Regions from separate parts of the Mus musculus genome. Here regions 1, 2, 4, 5 and 6 are each linked to region 3. A link is a contact called in public ChIA-PET, Hi-C and HiChIP or PLAC-seq data. All regions are on one chromosome and are shown on one strand. Each heading gives the region's core, a stretch centred on a gene start, on an enhancer-like site or on the middle of the called end of the contact. The rest is flanking DNA. Distances are from core to core; before and after follow the strand shown. Region 1 holds the start of Gpr171 (G protein-coupled receptor 171). Region 2 holds the start of P2ry14 (purinergic receptor P2Y, G-protein coupled, 14). Region 3 has its middle 27 kb from the start of Aadacl2fm2. Region 4 overlaps Med12l (mediator complex subunit 12-like). Region 5 overlaps Med12l (mediator complex subunit 12-like). Region 6 has its middle 87 kb from the start of Mbnl1.

What was found. A called contact is a pair of places that touch in the nucleus more often than the background predicts. ChIA-PET counts read pairs in DNA pulled down with a chosen protein or histone mark. HiChIP or PLAC-seq counts read pairs in DNA pulled down with a chosen protein or histone mark.
Region 1: a contact with region 3 is called in an RNA polymerase II ChIA-PET map of memory CD8 T cells, with 111 read pairs. The contact joins the promoter of Gpr171 here to the enhancer-like site in region 3. A contact is called at or near these places in 5 of 39 promoter capture datasets (the 3T3-L1 cell line, embryonic stem cells, neural stem cells and 1 more), 3 of 115 datasets of contacts at active chromatin or transcription factors (T-cell acute lymphoblastic leukemia, effector CD8 T cells and memory CD8 T cells) and 3 of 9 other capture datasets (adipose tissue, embryonic stem cells and liver).
Region 2: an RNA polymerase II ChIA-PET map of effector CD8 T cells shows a contact between it and region 3, with 6 times the contacts expected there. The contact joins the promoter of P2ry14 here to the enhancer-like site in region 3. A contact is called at or near these places in 1 of 39 promoter capture datasets (the C10 cell line), 1 of 15 datasets of contacts at CTCF or cohesin (CD8 T cells), 6 of 115 datasets of contacts at active chromatin or transcription factors (CD8 T cells, bone marrow-derived macrophages, effector CD8 T cells and 2 more) and 1 of 9 other capture datasets (macrophages).
Region 4: a contact with region 3 is called in a BATF HiChIP or PLAC-seq map of CD8 T cells, with 10 read pairs. The contact joins two enhancer-like sites. A contact is called at or near these places in 1 of 39 promoter capture datasets (neural stem cells), 3 of 15 datasets of contacts at CTCF or cohesin (CD8 T cells, the NIH/3T3 cell line and large pre-B cells) and 4 of 115 datasets of contacts at active chromatin or transcription factors (CD8 T cells, T-cell acute lymphoblastic leukemia, effector CD8 T cells and 1 more).
Region 5: a BATF HiChIP or PLAC-seq map of CD8 T cells shows a contact between it and region 3, with 7 read pairs. The contact joins two enhancer-like sites. A contact is called at or near these places in 1 of 15 datasets of contacts at CTCF or cohesin (the NIH/3T3 cell line), 1 of 115 datasets of contacts at active chromatin or transcription factors (CD8 T cells) and 2 of 9 other capture datasets (embryonic stem cells and macrophages).
Region 6: a Hi-C map of CD8 T cells shows a contact between it and region 3, with 7 times the contacts expected there. The contact joins two enhancer-like sites. A contact is called at or near these places in 2 of 484 Hi-C or Micro-C datasets (CD4 T cells and CD8 T cells) and 1 of 115 datasets of contacts at active chromatin or transcription factors (memory CD8 T cells).

Annotation. Positions count from the first base shown.
Region 1 is chr3:59,100,414-59,103,113 of GRCm38.p6, forward strand. Gpr171 (G protein-coupled receptor 171) reads right to left here and starts at 1,408. Exons shown (of 2, transcript NM_173398.3): 1 at 1,174-1,408. The region is part of intron 15 of Med12l (mediator complex subunit 12-like); the gene reads left to right.
Region 2 is chr3:59,129,485-59,132,184 of GRCm38.p6, forward strand. P2ry14 (purinergic receptor P2Y, G-protein coupled, 14) reads right to left here and starts at 1,278. Exons shown (of 2, transcript NM_001287124.1): 1 at 1,010-1,278. The coding sequence starts at 1,012. The region is part of intron 15 of Med12l (mediator complex subunit 12-like); the gene reads left to right.
Region 3 is chr3:59,701,630-59,704,329 of GRCm38.p6, forward strand. No RefSeq gene overlaps it. Among named protein-coding and RNA genes, the nearest start is that of Aadacl2fm2, 27 kb to the right of the region's middle. Within about 2 kb of position 1,257, at least 21 of the 459 cell types and tissues checked have an H3K27ac peak or open chromatin away from gene starts, as enhancers often do. A contact at or near this core is called in CD8 T cells, effector CD8 T cells and memory CD8 T cells, where this site is marked.
Region 4 is chr3:59,079,735-59,082,434 of GRCm38.p6, forward strand. The region is part of intron 10 of Med12l (mediator complex subunit 12-like); the gene reads left to right. Among named protein-coding and RNA genes, the nearest start is that of Gpr171, 21 kb to the right of the region's middle. Within about 2 kb of position 1,352, at least 80 of the 459 cell types and tissues checked have an H3K27ac peak or open chromatin away from gene starts, as enhancers often do. A contact at or near this core is called in CD8 T cells, where this site is marked.
Region 5 is chr3:59,168,181-59,170,880 of GRCm38.p6, forward strand. All of the region lies in intron 15 of Med12l (mediator complex subunit 12-like), which reads left to right. Among named protein-coding and RNA genes, the nearest start is that of F630111L10Rik, 16 kb to the left of the region's middle. Within about 2 kb of position 1,286, at least 22 of the 459 cell types and tissues checked have an H3K27ac peak or open chromatin away from gene starts, as enhancers often do. A contact at or near this core is called in CD8 T cells, where this site is marked.
Region 6 is chr3:60,412,502-60,415,201 of GRCm38.p6, forward strand. No RefSeq gene overlaps it. Among named protein-coding and RNA genes, the nearest start is that of Mbnl1, 87 kb to the right of the region's middle. Within about 2 kb of position 1,445, at least 98 of the 459 cell types and tissues checked have an H3K27ac peak or open chromatin away from gene starts, as enhancers often do. A contact at or near this core is called in CD8 T cells and memory CD8 T cells, where this site is marked.

The sequences.
Region 1 (2,700 bases), core at 158-2,657, 600 kb before region 3:
TGGTTATTCTAATCTTCAGTCCACTTAAGCATGTGGTAGAATTTTAGAAGCGTGGCACTTTAATGTTAGATATGTTCTTTATCAATGACTATTTACCAGTTCTCAAATCAATTGAGGCTGCAAAGTGCTCTGGATTTCTGTAGCCTTTACCCTTCTCTGTTTTTCTGAGTCTTGTCTATTGACCTGTGGGCCTGAAGGAGACCCTTCATGTCTGAATGCCACTTCAGGCTTCTCTGACTTCCTTATAGGCGTTTCAGATGTTATATAGTGTCAGTAAAATAGTTATTTGTTTCTGTGAGTGCTGGATTGCCTGAATAATTATATGGCAAACTCTCATTTTATTGGTACAGATTATAGTAAAGAAAAATATTATAATAGCTTGTCAAGATTGGCATTCTCTGTAATTAGAACTGACCATCTGTTGCAGAGTGGAGTAACTTACAGTGGGTTACAGTGTAACCACTCATTCAGTAATGCGGAAGAGTTTGAGTGCTCTGCACTTGCTTTTATTAAATTGTGTCTAGAACGCCAGGAAAAATAGTTCCTCAAAACCTTGCATATATTGATGAGAGGCAAAATTGTACTATAGTAGCATCCCATGCTCTCTGTCATAAATCTGAAATCTAAGAGCTTGATAAACATTGTGACAACAATATCCATACAAAGTAGGTGTGCTTGGCAGTACTCCAGCAAAATGAAGAACAGACTTTAAATATCTCTATGGTCCTTTCTCATAGATTGCTTATTCCTTGGGGTGTAAAACTTAACTAAACTAAATGAAAACTTAGAAGGTTTTCCATGGGAGTCATTTTTGACATGTTTTGAAATTTGCTAATGTCGGACTGGTAGAGGAAAGTCTGGTTAAGATCTACTGGGGAGATATAACATGGCCTTGCTTATCATCAATCTAGCTAGAAAACAGTAGCTCGTTACCCTTGCCTGAGTTATTAGTCTAATTTGAACTGTAGTTTTTAAAAGACAGATGAGACCAAAGAAAGCAGGAAGTGCTGTTAGAAGCCCACAGATCAGATCTAATTACAGTTTGTTTAATAGTGGTTGCCCTACCACTCCAAAGCCTTGGGACTTTTGACTCTTTCTCTTGCAACACTGAAAATCCTGACATTGGTTTCTATGAGGAAAAAAAATGGAATGAGCTCATTGAAAAGGACGTACCTGGCTGTGTCTTCTCTGGCCTGAGAAGGCCAGGGTCCTGGCTGTCTTTTCTGGCCTAAGCAGGCCTGGGTCCAGGTTGTACCTGGCTGTGTCGTCTCTGGCCTGAGAAGGCCTGGGTCCTGGCTGTCTTCTCTGGCCTGAGTAGGCCCAGGTCCAGGTCTTCAGAGAATCAGGAGCTATTTAGTTACCCACAGTGACAGCAGTTCCATTTTGCAGGGTCGCCTGCTGAACTAAGAATTTCCTTTCCTTCTTGTGTGGTTTTAAAATGCTAGAGATTGACGTAGATGAAACTGTGGTTTGCAAATGGTCTAAACTGTATGAAAGTCTCCTGAGGAAGTTTTTGTAAGAAAACAATTTCATCTGTCTAAGTAACTCAAATTTGTCAGTTACTGTTTTAGGAAAAAGAATTTTAAATTATCCATGATAACGTCTTGCCTCATGTATCTTTTTTTTTTTTAAAGTAAAAGTACCACATACTGTTCTGTTTCATAATAGTTTTTTAAAAAAATAGTGTTAAACTCTTGAAACTGGTATTGAGTTTATGAATTAAAGACAGTAAGGTACCTAAGCAGATAGTTTTTTAGTTACTGATATCAGTACTTCAGAGGTACAATTATTAAGTAATATTGTTGCAGCTTGTATTTATTTAAGGTATTTGTTGATTGAAAAATAACACAACCACATTGTGGCTGGCAGACACCTGTAGCCCCAGCATTTGGGAGGCTGAGTCAGGGTGATAGCCACAAATCTGAGGCAGCCTGGGCTCCATGGTGAATGTAAAACCAGTCTAGGCTATCTTGTGAGGCCATCTGGAAATTAACACCGTATAGAGTCTGGTATGGTATAGTTACCTTTTTGTTGTTCATGATAGAAAAACATTTTTCTACATTTATTATTTTGTATGTATGCATGTGAGGTACATGTGTGTCAGAGCGTGTTTGTGGAGTTCATATGACAGCACTGAGGAATCGGTTCCCCTTCCACCATACAGGGTTATACTCAAGTTGTCAGGCATGGTGGCCAGCACGTTTCAATCCGTTGAGCCAGCTTGACAGCTCCAGTTTAGAAACAAAATCTTGAAATAAAATAAAAGAACACCGTTAGAAGAACAGAGAGATAACCGCTGTTCCCTTTCTTGGTTTATGGATTTAAGCTTTATTTCTGCGTTTACATGAACCACATAAATGTGACTGTACAGGTGATTAGAGATTTTCCTTCACAGATATGCTACATGTAATCCGGGGAGGTGGCACAGCAGGTTAGAGCACTTGCCATACAAGTCTGATAAACCAAATTCAATCCCTAGAGCGTGGGGAGCGAGAGGAGAGACTCACTGTATGAACTTGGCCTTTGACTGGCACTTGTGTACCATGACACACACATATTCACACTCACATACACATAATCCTAATATTACACTTCTAAGTGTTAAGGAACACATGTCACCTGCTTTCCATGTTATGAGACTGAAAACAATCAGAAAGTATTTCTCGTCTTGACATAAACAGCTTGATAAGTTGGGGCATT
Region 2 (2,700 bases), core at 28-2,527, 570 kb before region 3:
CTTATTATGTAAACATCCAGCTAAAGGGCTAGCCAGTTCTGCACAGTCTTGCATTTCTCTCCTATTCATGCATAAATTACATTTTTTATTAGTCATAGTCATTGTATGCTAGAGACAAGGAAATAGATTGGGAGCCGGATGGTTTCTCTGAGTACTAGTCTTGCCCTTTAATTAGACAAGTCACCTTGACTCTGAAACTTGCTAAACTCAGTTTCAGATTGGTAAGACAGAGACATACAGAGATTTTTTTTTCCAGTGTCCCCTGCCTATTCGGAACACCCAGTGACCTGACGATCTGACAGCATGTGTTCCAAGTCTTAAAGGTGGAGGACAGTAACCTATGAGCTCAGTGCATGGACCTGTTAACTAGAAATCCTCCCTGTCATATAAAATCATGACATGCTGTCACAGTGTCTCTTGGCTCTTGTGCACATGACATGAGCTAAAGGCAGAGAAGGGTCTTCTTTATTTTTAGGAAGAGTGGTCATAGGTATTTTATACCCCAACCCATAACAATTTCTTGTGATTAGCTAATATTTTAAAGTTGTCAGGATATAGTAAATACTGAATTTACTTCTTTTAAACTTCCTTCAGCATGAGGGCACGCTGTGGTTGAGTCTCAAAACCTCTCCCTACAGTTGCAAGTTTACAAATTTTCCATCAAATGAGGTTTTTTTTTTTAACCTATCAATCTTTAGGTGGTTGAATAAATAAACTAGAGCTTACCATAAGTATATTTTAGGTTACAAAAATGTTAGTCAGGCTTCATTTAAGTTACTTTACAATTTACAGAAAAGTAGACTATAGATGGAACTTTGTAAGTATCTTCTTCATCCTCGCCACTCGTGAATTGAAACTAAAACCACTCTTTACGTATTTTTTTTTAAGCCTTAGAGGAAGAAATCAGAACTTAAGGATCAAGGAAATGAAAATATAAACCCTAAGACACAAGCACCAGGAGGCCACTCTGATTCCTCTTTCTCTCTTTTGAAATTAGAGTGTGACTTACCATTGCGTCCCCGTCCCCATCCGTAGCCCAGGCATCAGTGTGTCTGGAGGACAGCAGGGACTCCCTTACATGAACTCCTTCACGTCTGGCTTCAGCTCTGCTGGGGTGGCGGCCTTCATGCTCTGTATTTGTTTTCTTTCCTAAGCATTTTAGTTATTGAGCTGCCTTTGCTCCGAGGGTTGCGTCATAACCCAGCTGCACTTGTCCCCTTCACAGGATCAGATAACTCCTTTTAACCCCATCTCTGCTACTGCACACTGCTATTCTGCATCAGCCTGAGAGCTTGCTTAAAAGAGGAACTCCCAATTCCTAGTCCGTGAGCCCACAGAAGAAAATCATGCTTCATTACCTTGCTGAACGTAGGGAAAGTCCAGTCTCACCTATAAATCCAGTGTTCCATTCATCACATAGGAACAATTTCGGAGACTCAAAGTGCAGAAAGCCATCTTACTTTGGGATTACCTGTAGTCTTTGACTCTACCCTGAACTGGATGGAATTTTCCTACTTACCAATTCTTCTGGCCTCCACAGTCCCTGTAGGTAAGATTGGTTCAGCGACTTAGTATAACATCTGACTGGTACTGAGGGAAATGTACTTTGCTTTTTAGCTTGGGCTGTTCATGTTGACAAGCGGGAAGTGCTGCATTAGGGCTCAAACCAAAACATTTAAAGTACCCTCTGAAATGTTGATGGCTCGCCAAATTCCTGAGCATCCAGCAGTACAGATTTCCACCAGCTTTTGGAGGCCGGCTCTAGTTTGTGCTTATATAAGTTGGAGCTGATGTAGATTTGCTAAGGGTTACAGATTGTCAAGGCCTGATCAAGGGTAAACAGCATGAAGGGGTGTGTGAAGAGGGAGAGGAACCCAGCCGGCAGGAGGATGGATTGTTCCCATGTCTAGCCATGACCTTTTGTGTGAAGCTGTAGTAATAATAGCTACAGTGTTCTCTGTTTGGATTCATTTTAAAGTTTTGATTCACATGGTTTTAACTAGCTAAGGTTCCCCCACTCCCCTTTGCTTTATTTTTTCTGGAAAACTGAACATTTATCTGAGAGTAAAGCACACCTGTGTGGGTGTCCACAGGAGCCTTGCCCTGTACTGGCAATGCAGCAACAGATGAGCAGAGAGTGGTTCAAAAGATGCCAGCCCCCTCTTTGGGACACACATGCCCTGTCCTTGTGGGATGCTAATTGTGCCCAGTCTGCACCATCCTTTAGTGGTGCGTAGGGACTTCCGACCTTTCTCCAGTTTATCAGCACAACTCCGGTCTGATTTTGGATAGCACTATTTCCATGTTGGTTTGCTAACTGACCTGTTTCTGAGTATTTAACAAATTGTTCCCATGGATTTTTTTTTTTTTTTTTTTTTTTGCTCTCCAGTTGTACTCTGGATTAACACAATACCACACCATCTCTCTGTACCATTATGCCGAGGTTCCTCCATGTGCTTAAGCCAACTTTGAATGCTTCCACCCAGCACTGGACCTGGAGCATTTTCTCTGGTCTTTCTTAGATTTCTCTCTCTTTTTTTTTTGGTCTCACCATTTTCCCCTCCCGCCCAACTCTGTCTTACCGAATCAAAAGTAAAAGTTCCTCAAACTGTCTCGTATCTCCTAAGCAACTATCAAACTGTTCTTCTAGCATCCTTTGCAGATGCATTAGAAAATAGTTCCTGTGTGCTGTCTTCACTT
Region 3 (2,700 bases), core at 7-2,506:
AACCAATTCCTAATATGTGCATTTGTCAAGAGACAATTATATAGTCCATAAACATAAGATTTATTACTGATAAATGCCACAATAAAATAAGGGAGATATACACTATTTAAGGCTGAAAAAAAATCTCAAATAACAAAACAAAAACAAAACCACGAAACACGAATGATAACATGGCATTAAATGGTAGATCATATCACATCTGATGTAACATTAATTCACTGTGGTTTCAGAGACAGTATGACACTTCTGAAGTTACTACTCATAATCTCTTTAGACAGAGAGTATTGCTACTGGTAACATCAAATTCCTATTCCTGGTCTTGACTAAGGGCTAAAATCCAGCAAATACTCTAACTCTTCCATTTTTTTTTTTATTTCAGTAAAGTTTTTTTTTTTTTTTTTTTTTTTTTGGTTTACATACTTAAAGAACAGATTATTAAAATAATGAGTCTGAGCAAACAAAGCTTGATGGGTGGGATCTAGTTTTCTGTGGATTCATGGTACAATCAACAATAAAACAAACAACCAGAAGTCACCACTGTTTTAATGAGAGGATATCAAGTCTGTGAAGCTTCATTAACTGCTAATCTAAAAGAGATGAGAGATATGTAGTGTGATGATTATAATGTCTCTAATCAGTACATGATAGTTTGTGTGATACCTGCTCAGGTTCAATTAATGTTAGCTGGATCCTTTAGTAATGTCATTACTTTAAAGAAGTCAATTAGAACCTTTTTTAAAAAAAGGATAAGAAAAGAATTCGCGATGATTTGTGTCTCATCATTAATGGAAGAGGGGAAGGTTGCTGATATAGTTTAGACTCATAGAGGTGAGCAAGAAAAACAGCAGGAAATGGTGCGGAAATTATCTGAAGGCTCTAAACCACTTACAAGTCTTATAGTTTCATTAAACATCATGGATGCTATTCATTGACTCTTAGAGTGGGAGAAACAGGAACACAAAACCACCCTTTTTAAGTGCTTTCTTCCAGCAAGAGGAAATAAATTTTAGTGAGTGTTGTTTTGTCAAAGGCAGTACATTTCTACTTCTCTGAAAGATAGTTTGTTTTTGATCATATGCGATAGTCTCCCTGTAACTGTTGTACCACAAGAAAAGAAGATTTGAGGGCACCCAGTCTTACTTCCATTAATCAACATTTCAGTTATTTCTGTGTTTGTAGATAGAAACAGGTATATAGTACTTACCACAGCAAGGGAACATGAAACAAAAGGGAGAGAGGTAGATTCCCCAGATGAGACACCCTAGAACCAAGTTAAATATACTTTTACACATTGTGGTTTCCCTTGTGCTCAAGGAACTTCTCTACTCAGGAAATCTGAAACACCTGACAGTGAACACTTTTTTACTTAGTAGAATCTGTTTACTTCTTTAAATGGTGAATAAAATAATCCATCTGCTAGCCTGTATCACCTCAGTGACCATCTTGGGGCAATAGGAGTTCATACAGGGCCCTTACATGAACCCTCTAAATTCCTAAGGTCAATAATGCATGATGCTAACAGGAATAGGGCATGAGAAAGCAGCCATTGTTTTCCTTTGTCCACTGGAGACCACCAAACCATCAGAAAACACTAGGCCTCAATACAACCAAACTCTTGAGTGTAACAGGTCCTCAGCACTTAGTAGGCCCTTAGCATAACTTACTAACTGATGGAAATGCCATTCAAGAAGTAAAACACATCATGTAGACAATACCACCAGCCAAACAACAACAAAAACCCTAACTCATCAAAGTTCATAATTCTGGAGCAGTTTCTTGCTTTTTGGTTTCTGTAGTTCTGCTTTTAGCTAACTGTTCTTGTTAACTGAAGTATTTTACGAAGTGAGAATTTCTGCTGTTGTTGGAGACTCAACTGTGCCTCGTGGTGTTTTTCTGAAAGTTGTTTTATGAGAAGATGTTTTGGTGAAGTAGATACGTGGTGTTTTTCTGGAAGATCTCTGGTGAAAACCACGTGATATGTTGCTGGAGTGGATGCTTGAGATGTCATGTGATGTATATATAAGCCAACACAACAGTGGAAGACACTCTGGCAAGGGTTCCCCTTACTTTCTTCCCTGGCCTTTACTTTTCTAGACATCATAGAAAGAAGTGCACAAGAGAACTGCTCACAGTATTCGAGCTCCTTGCCACTTTGGTGGATTTGAGTCAACAGGTGGAGCCTTGTTCTTTCTTCTGGACCAATCCACTGCTGCTGATTCATGTTTGGAGTTTTGCTAAGTGGACTAGACTGTAGACAACAAAGATTGGAACCATCCAAAGGAACTAAACAGGTATTTATCCCCTTTGTTCATTTAGCCATTTTCCTCTCCTACCTTTGGTTGGTGGGCTATACAGGATTTGAAACTTTTAAGAACACTTATTGAAGAAGGTTTTGAAAAATATAAGCCTACACTTTTAACTCAGGATACAGTTTTTGTGCTTTAAAGCTCACCCTGACAAAGGCTCAGGGCTACATTGGGGTCCTAAGCACTCAGTATTGTGGGATCATAAAAGGCAGTCTGTGAGGCTTGCTCTGGAGACCCAGTAGAAAATTCTACAAGTGATGGAACAGTGAGCTACATCCCCAGACACAAATACCTGATACCACAAACCCTCAACTCCATCATTCTGTGACCATCAGTCACATAGGCTGTCCAGACTCCTCCCCAGAGTTCCCCTGCAACAGCAAGGTAGCCCAGC
Region 4 (2,700 bases), core at 102-2,601, 620 kb before region 3:
TTAAAATGTTAAGTTTATAGCATTAACATCTTTAAAACGTGGCTTTAGTTTTTAATATGCATTTATATTAAGGCATGTATTTATGTATAAGTTTGCAAGTGACAGTTTTACTTGTCCATTTACAATTTTAAATAATGATAACAGACGGTTTTACTTGTCCACTGAACCAAAGAATCAACCTCCCCTCCCCTCCCCTTCCCTCCCCTCCCCTCTCCTCCCCTCCCCTTCCCCTCTCCTCCCCTCTTTTTCTGTTCCCTTTCTTTTTCCCTTCTTATTTGGAGATAAGGTCCTCTGTGGCTCAGGGAGACTTCTGAACTCCAAATCTTCCTGCCTTGCCTGCTTAGTGCTGAGATTGCTGGCGTGTGCCACCGTGCCTGGCTCAGGAGCCACTGTTTTCCTGAGCACTGAGTTACTTGTTATTCCTGGAATTCACATGTAAATATTGGATGGTAGCTGTGTGGCTTAGAGCAAGTTACTCACAGTTGTGTGCTCAGAGTTTTCGCATAGTTATACAACACTTGAGCATGAATATCCATTGAGATTATAAAACATAATAAGTATGTTCCAAAAATTGCTACTGTGGCCAGTAATAAAATAGCTTATATTTTATTGGAAGAACCAACATTATGTACCTGTTCTCTAGTAAGATGGAGATATATTGAGTGGTTGGTTAAGACTCAGATATGTATCTCCCATCTTTAAAATGTACCTCCTTTTTTTCTTGGGTCCTATAATTTGTCCAGGATTGATGTTGCATGCGTGGTGGGAGATAAAGTTAGCAACCTCTCTCTAGTCATGGTGGTTTGATGTTTGCTTTTACAAGGGGTGTTCTTTCTCATACCAGCTGGGGGGACCTCAGCCCCTCCTGTCTCTGTAGTCCTTGCAGACTGCTTTGTAATGGCTAAGAGGGAAATCTGATCCTTCACATCCTTGTAGGAGGTGGAGAGTCCTGATTTGCGTACAGCCTCAGCTTCAATAGTCAGCTAAAGTCCGTTAGAAATTGTAGAGTACAGGTGAGAACATTTGACACCAGGCTCTGCCTGTGGTGAGAGGAGCTGACCCTGCCCGTGCTGGGGGCACGCTTTCACTAATAGCTCATGGAATGTGAGCTGCTTTTACTCTTTCCCTGCTGGGGCGGTGTCAACTTGAGTGCTGCTGTAAAGAAGGTAGGGAATGCACCTTGTGTTTTAGTATTTTTTCCACTCTGTGTCTTATAAAAGGAAGAAATTCTCGCATTCAATTCAGAGCTCAGAGGCTGTCTGACAGTGGCCTCTGGGCCCAGCAGTCACCTGAGGGGAGTGAACCACGGAGCCCTCAGCTTCCCGGTACTGACTAGGCAGTTACTGGTGACCTCATCTCCAGGCCGCCAGGTGGGGAGGGCCCCACAGCTTTGCAGAGCTCTTGGACCACTTCCTTCCTCTTGGCCTCTCTGCTTTTGATCCTGCCTGGTGTGAGAGCAGAGGCTGCACTGCACGTTTGGGCGCTTCAGGAACGTGGAGAAGAGGGAAGACCCAAGGGTGGCAGGCAGGAAAAGCTGCTTTTCAATTCTCTTTCTGGGGCCCCTGTGAACAGACTTCTTTCCAAGTAATGAAACAGCCAGGCCAGATGCCCCAGCCAGAGCAGAGTGCTTCAGGACAGCACAGCATGGGTCGTTTTCTCAGTCTCTGCTCCTAGTATCACCATGAAACTCCAACCGCAAAACCTACATAGTGCTTGTTTATGATGGTTTCATACCAGTTTGTGCTCAAAGTTTAGAGTTCTTAGGTAACAGAAGTCTCAAGTTCAGCATGTCCTGTACTTACCTGAGTCCACCCGGTTTAGGCATTGTGCTTGATTACTGTCACCAGAAATAGGAGGGCTTTGTTTCTTTCTTGGCTGTGCTTGGGCACAGTTACCTTTCTCAGACGCCTGCTCTGTGATGTCAGGGGCTGTGCCTTATGCCTTCCATCACATCCTTAGTCCCTGGCCTCATGCCTGCCACATCATTCCAAGGATGTGGGTGTGTTTTCTTACTTTGGGCTTCTGAGCTCACTGAAAGGCTGCTGGTATGGTGACAGGGAGGAGGATATACCACTAGGATTTGTCTTGAAGGAGAGGGGTTCACGGATTCATGAAAGGTGTATTACAGTTGGTGTACAGTCAGACAAGAGAGGAAGGTATTTGCAAGTGGAGGCAGGGGCATGGCTGACAGGAAGCCCCTCAGCTGTGAAATCAGCAGGCTTTGAGGTACCTGTGGATAATTTGCTTACATTTATAAAAGGGCATGTCATTGCTAGATGACATAAGATGTTGTGAACCCATTATTAGTGCAGCATTAAGTATTCATAGTGCCTCTCATGTAACTAGGCACTTAATAGCAATAGCTACTTAATGTAAGGAAAACAAGTCCATATAAGTATAAGCCAAGGAGGTACCATCAAGTATGTCAGTCAGTTTTCCATTGCTGGGACAGAATACTTAACTGAGGGAAGATTTATTTTGGATCATTATATTGTAGAGGTTTTACCCCATGGTTACTGGGCCTGATGTCTCTGGGTCTATAGTGGATATGAATAATCATGGAGGGGAGTATGTGGTATGCTGATGGAGAGCAGAAGGAGAAGAGGGGAGGGGGAAGGTAGAGAGAGGGGGGAAGAAGGGAGAAAGAGGGGGAAGTCCACATTCTAACCACCTAACAGTGGGGTTGAGTATGCGCCCTTT
Region 5 (2,700 bases), core at 36-2,535, 530 kb before region 3:
TGGCACTGCTTCCCCTGAGGTGGGTCACCAGCGTGCACTGTTGGGCCTGCCATTTTATATGTGGGCTGGGATCTGAACTGAGCTGCTCCCACTTGCAGAGCAAGCACGTTACCAATTGAGCCACATCCCTAGCCTCTTAAGTATCATTCCTAATGCTATATAACTTATAAACCCTTTTTTCAAGTATGGAAACAGTTTCGATGTTACTGTCCTGTTGCTGCTGCATGTACTGTTTTGTACACTGGTTTTTATGAGTGTTCTGGATCTTAGTCTTTCTCTTAGCTTTTTGGTATTTCATAATATGTTTCATTGTCTCTGCCAGTGAACATTTATATAAGTATGCATGTTCCAGTGACGTAATTTTAACCACATAGTATCCATTTATTGAATCATGTAATGTTTTATAAAGTGTTCGTGTGTGTGTGTCTGTGTATGTATATGTGTGTAGGCATAACCACATCACCACATGTGTCTGGAGGTCAGGCAACTTTAACGAGTTGGTTCTCTTCTGCCACCTTGTGGGATTGGGGGATTGTGTTTAGGTGGGCGAGACTGAACATTACATACACACCCTTACTCTCTGAGCCATCTTACTGGCCCAAATTATGTACATTTTCTAAAAGTTCTTTTAAGAAAGACTTTGTTGGCGTGTGGCTTATGGTAGTGCATGCGTGTAGCTACTTGGTTTTGTATAGATAGGGGTGGGTCCACCAGGCATTGAGAAACACACGGGGTTAAGGATACAGAAGCTTAGGGACAAGGCCCAGTATAAACTCTGGTAGTCGCAGGAAGAGGGTTTGGACATTGACCCTAGTGTGTGCAGTGCTTGTGGAAAGGTAGTTGTTGTTTGTGGAGGCATGGAATTGAAAGAACGATGACTACTCTGTGGTATAGACATAGGGTCCTAAATGTCATGCTGTGTGTGGTCTTTGTGATTCCGTATGCTGAGGTATTTTAAGGATGTCTGCCAAAGTAATTTGAAAGGAGCTTCTAAAAAGTCTAACCTTGCTGTGACACATTGCATGCAGAGCATGGCTGTGCTTCCCGGTATGACACACAAAATCCTGCTGGAACCTGTTGGCTTGGAGTAATGAAGAATGAGGGCATTATTCAATCTCTGCCACACGATAGAAGTCTCATGTTGCCAAACTATACCTTCTGCTAAAGACGGATAGCCTTAGGGATTCACTGTCGTTTTGTCTCTTCATCTGAGCATGATGGAGGAGCAATTGTCTAATGTAGTGCTACCACCTTCTGGCAGGCTGAAAGAGATCAGTTTATAACATGGTTCCTGTGTGGGGCATTTGTGTGGTAATGCACAGCACACAGAGCCTCACTTGGATGTGGGTCCTGATGAAGCACAGTGCTACTTAAATGTCAGCCAGATGTCACTCCAGCAGGATCTTGGTGTTCCTGGAAGCCTTGATGTTAGCAAAGGTTCAAAGTTGAGAACCTTAATTGTTACAGACCAGAAACTCCTGCACATGTGTTTCATCTTTGTGTGTCCTTTTGGAAAAAGATGTCAAGAAATCAGAAGCAGGTGTTCTGTGTTTTAACTTAAGTTAGAAAGATCACGTTTCTCCTTATCTGCTTGGATCCCAAGAAGGAACTCAACTGTCATAATACTTGGAAGTGTTTGGATACATCTGGGGGGGGGGGAGAGGGGGGCTCTGTTTTGGAATCATTCTTAGCGACGGTGGGCAGTGACCGTTCTTGATGGCTTCTCTGATTTGATATCCTCAGTGTCCAGTACTACAGGAAGTACTTAAAAGACTGCTTAGTGAATATACTAGGAACCTATTATTGGAAGAGGGACTGGTCTATTGAGTGTTCTGTAACTGAGAGGAAACGCAGGCATAGAATTAGTCTGCAGACAGTGAGGGTCATGCCCTGGTGTTAGATCATCTCTTTGCTCCTTTCCTGTCTCTGCTCTTCAGAGCCTGCTCTGTAGGGATCTGAAGCCAGATATGCTTAGCAGTTCACACTGCTACAGACTGGGGAGGGCAAGGCGACCCTTGGTGTGATAGTTTATTTATTAGGACTCTCACTGCTAGTCTTTCTGGCCAGGGGATGGAACAAGTTTGGAAAGTAAGCTTTGAAAACTCAAGGAGAGTCCCCAGCTGGGATGAAACTGAAGAAATTCCATAGGGGATAAACTCAGAGTTGTCCAGGAAAATAAAGGCTGCTTATCATGCTGGGGTGATGTGTGGGAGGAGCAGGGCTCAGCAAGTTTGTGGTGTGGAGACTTGCCTGAGGGTTAACTGCAAGTTAGAGGAAGTGCTTCAGTGATCCCAAGCCAGGGTGTGTGCTTTCTTAAACTGTTTAGGAGCCATTTTCTTTCTCCTCAGCAAACTGATATGGGCAGAGTACATAATTCTAGATTCTGTGTGTGGGTTTCTGCAATTAATACTGTACAGGTTACTCATCTCTCTAGTTACCTTCTTTGTAGTTTGGGGTACTTTTTGTCATTTGAGATGGTTCCATAGAGTCTAGGCTGGCCTCCAACTTCCTGGGTAGTCAAGGGTGACCTTGAACTCACCTTGCTTCTTCCACCTCTCCTAAATTGGAATTGCAAACATGTGACACCAAAACTGGCAAGTTGCTTTGTCTGGACTAGTTAGTTTAATTCGTGGGAAAAAGAAGCTCAAATTTCTTTGTTGGAATGGGCCATTAAAGAAACATCCTTGTTTCTGCTTTTGT
Region 6 (2,700 bases), core at 195-2,694, 710 kb after region 3:
CCTAGATTGGAATACATTATCACATTTTGCATTCATTTCTCATATATTACATCCTGAATGCAGTTTTCCCTCCTTCTACTCCTCCCAACCCTCCCCTCATGTCCTCTCTCTACCAGATACACTCTTCTCTGTTTCCATTCAGAACAGGGCAGGCCTCGCAGGGATATCAATGAACTAGGGCATAACATGTTACAGTAAGTCTAGGCCTTACACCCTCAAATAAAGGCTGGACAAGGCAATCCAGTAGGAGAAAAGGGGTCCCAAAAGCAGGCCCAAAACTCAGAGACAACACCTACTCCCACTATTAGGAGTATTGGGGTATAGGTAGCTTGTTAAGACCACTAGAATAGACCTAAAATAATATATTCCACCTGGTCTAAAAAGCTTTTAAGATGTGGCTTCAAATTACATCTTCAGTTCTTGTTCAGCTCTTGAAATACTGGGCATTCCAGTTCTACAAGAACACCAAGTTATCCAACCATAGCACATATGAGGAGAACCTAATGAAGACCTATATAGGATCCTTGGTTGCTGCTTCAGTCTCTGTGAGCATCTATTAGCCCTGCTTGGTTGGTTATGTGATCCATTTTCTTGTGGTATCTTCTAGCCATCTGGCTCCAACAATCTTCCTCCTCCATTCCTGCAGGACTCCTGAGGTCCACCTAATGTTTGACTGCAGGTTTCTACATCTGCTCCTATCAGTTGCTGGATGTAGCCTCTGTGGTGACAATTATCTTAAGTTTCAGTCTACGAATATATCAGAATATCATTAGTAATTATTCCATTGACTTTTGGGGTGTGTAGGGATAGAGGGAGAGAGTACTGGGGGAGATGACTGAAATGCAAGGTCGATGTAGAAATCTAGTGCAATGGAAACTCCCTAAAATCTATGAGGATGACTCTAGTGAAAACTAGTAATTGGAGAGATAGAATCTAAATATGAGCTAGTCATTTTCTGTACCCAGACTAGGCTTCCAGGATGGGACTGGGACATCAACCCAGATGCAAAACCTTTGACTTACAATTTGTCCTACCTATAAGATGTGCTTGGGGAAAAGTGGCTTAGAACTTGTGTGAGTGGCCAACCAATGATTGGTCCAGCTTTAAACCCATGCCCTGAGAGGGAGCCCATGCCTCACACTGCCTAGATGGCAAGGAACCAAAGGTTGGATAGGCCAGAGCCCTAGGATAGAACCAAATACATCTGGAAACAAAAGTGAATGAAATTATTTCTAATGATATTCTGCTATACACATTTAGCATCTTAAATCTTTCTGCTGACCTGCTAGACTACTGGAACAGACCTAAAATAATCTATTCTACTGGTCTAAAAAGTCCTTTAAGATGTGGCTTCAAACTGCCTCTTCAGTCCACATTCAGCTCTGTAAATGCTCGGCAGTCTGAGTCTGCCTCAAACACACCAACTGCTGTGTTGTTTCTAAACCAGCTTGTCAATGACACGTGTCTGTCGGTGCTGTACCCACATCCTCATCCTGTGTGCTCTGGTGTTGAAGATAATGCCCTCAGAAACCTGTTCCCAAGTCCCTGGCAAGCTAAACACTACTTTTTCTCTACTAGAGTAGTTTGTGCTTCTTTTTTGTTTGTTTTTGTTTTGTTTTGTTTTGTTTCCTAAAGAGGGTTTCTCAATGTATCCCTGAACCAGGCTGGCCCCAAATTCAGAGACTCACCTGCCTCTGGTATAAAAGGCATGGCCACCACCACATAGCTTGTGCTTCATTTTTAATAAAGTTTTAAGGTTACTCAAAGTTTCCTAGGTCTCCTCCAACATACAACACACAATTTTGAAAAGTTAAAACTACAAGTACTTATTAGGTAAAAAGATTAGTGAGTTTTACTGAGGATATAATGTGTATGGTGTTTCTCTCTGCTACTGACATGAATCAGAGGACCTTTCTAAGAATGTTGAGGCTTTCAGCACTCAGGGAACCCCAAGGAAGAAGAGGTAGAAAGAATGTAAGAGCCAGAGGGAGTGGGGGACACCAAGCAAACAGACCTTCTCAATCAATATGATCAATGCACATGTGCAAGAGCTCACAGAAACTGAGGCAGTGCGCACAGGTCTGCAAGGGTCCACCACATGTAGATTCCCAGTGCAGAAAACAGAGGACACAGGCTGTCCTCCCTAACCAAGAAGCAATCGCCAATTGATAGCCACTTGAAAATGAAAATTTAGTTTCTTCCAGGGGAGTCTCACTAAGAAAACAAACTATTCTTAAGCAGTAGAGAGGCAACAGAAAACTCAATTGCAGATTGGAGTTTCCTTGCATCATAATATCATCAGGACTCTTCCTGACTGTTTATTCTAATTTTATCTGATTATTTTTTAATTTTTATTTTATTTACATTTTTCTTTTCTTTTTACCTTACAGGTCCTTTCCATAGATATAACTTCCTGTTTAGTGTTTTTATGGCATTCTGGAATATGAAAATGAACTGGGTCTCTGTGTCTGTATGTGTTTCTTGTTCCTTCTCATAAGATTCTCCTTTACAGGGCTAATATCCAATATATGTAAAGAACTCAAGAAGTTGGACTCCAGAAAACCAAACAAACCTATTTTAAAATGGGGTACAGAGCTAAACAAAGAATTCTCAACCGAGGAATTCCAAATGGCTGAGAAGCACCTAAAGAAATGTTTAACATCCTTAATCATCAGTGAAATGCAAATCAAAATGACCCTG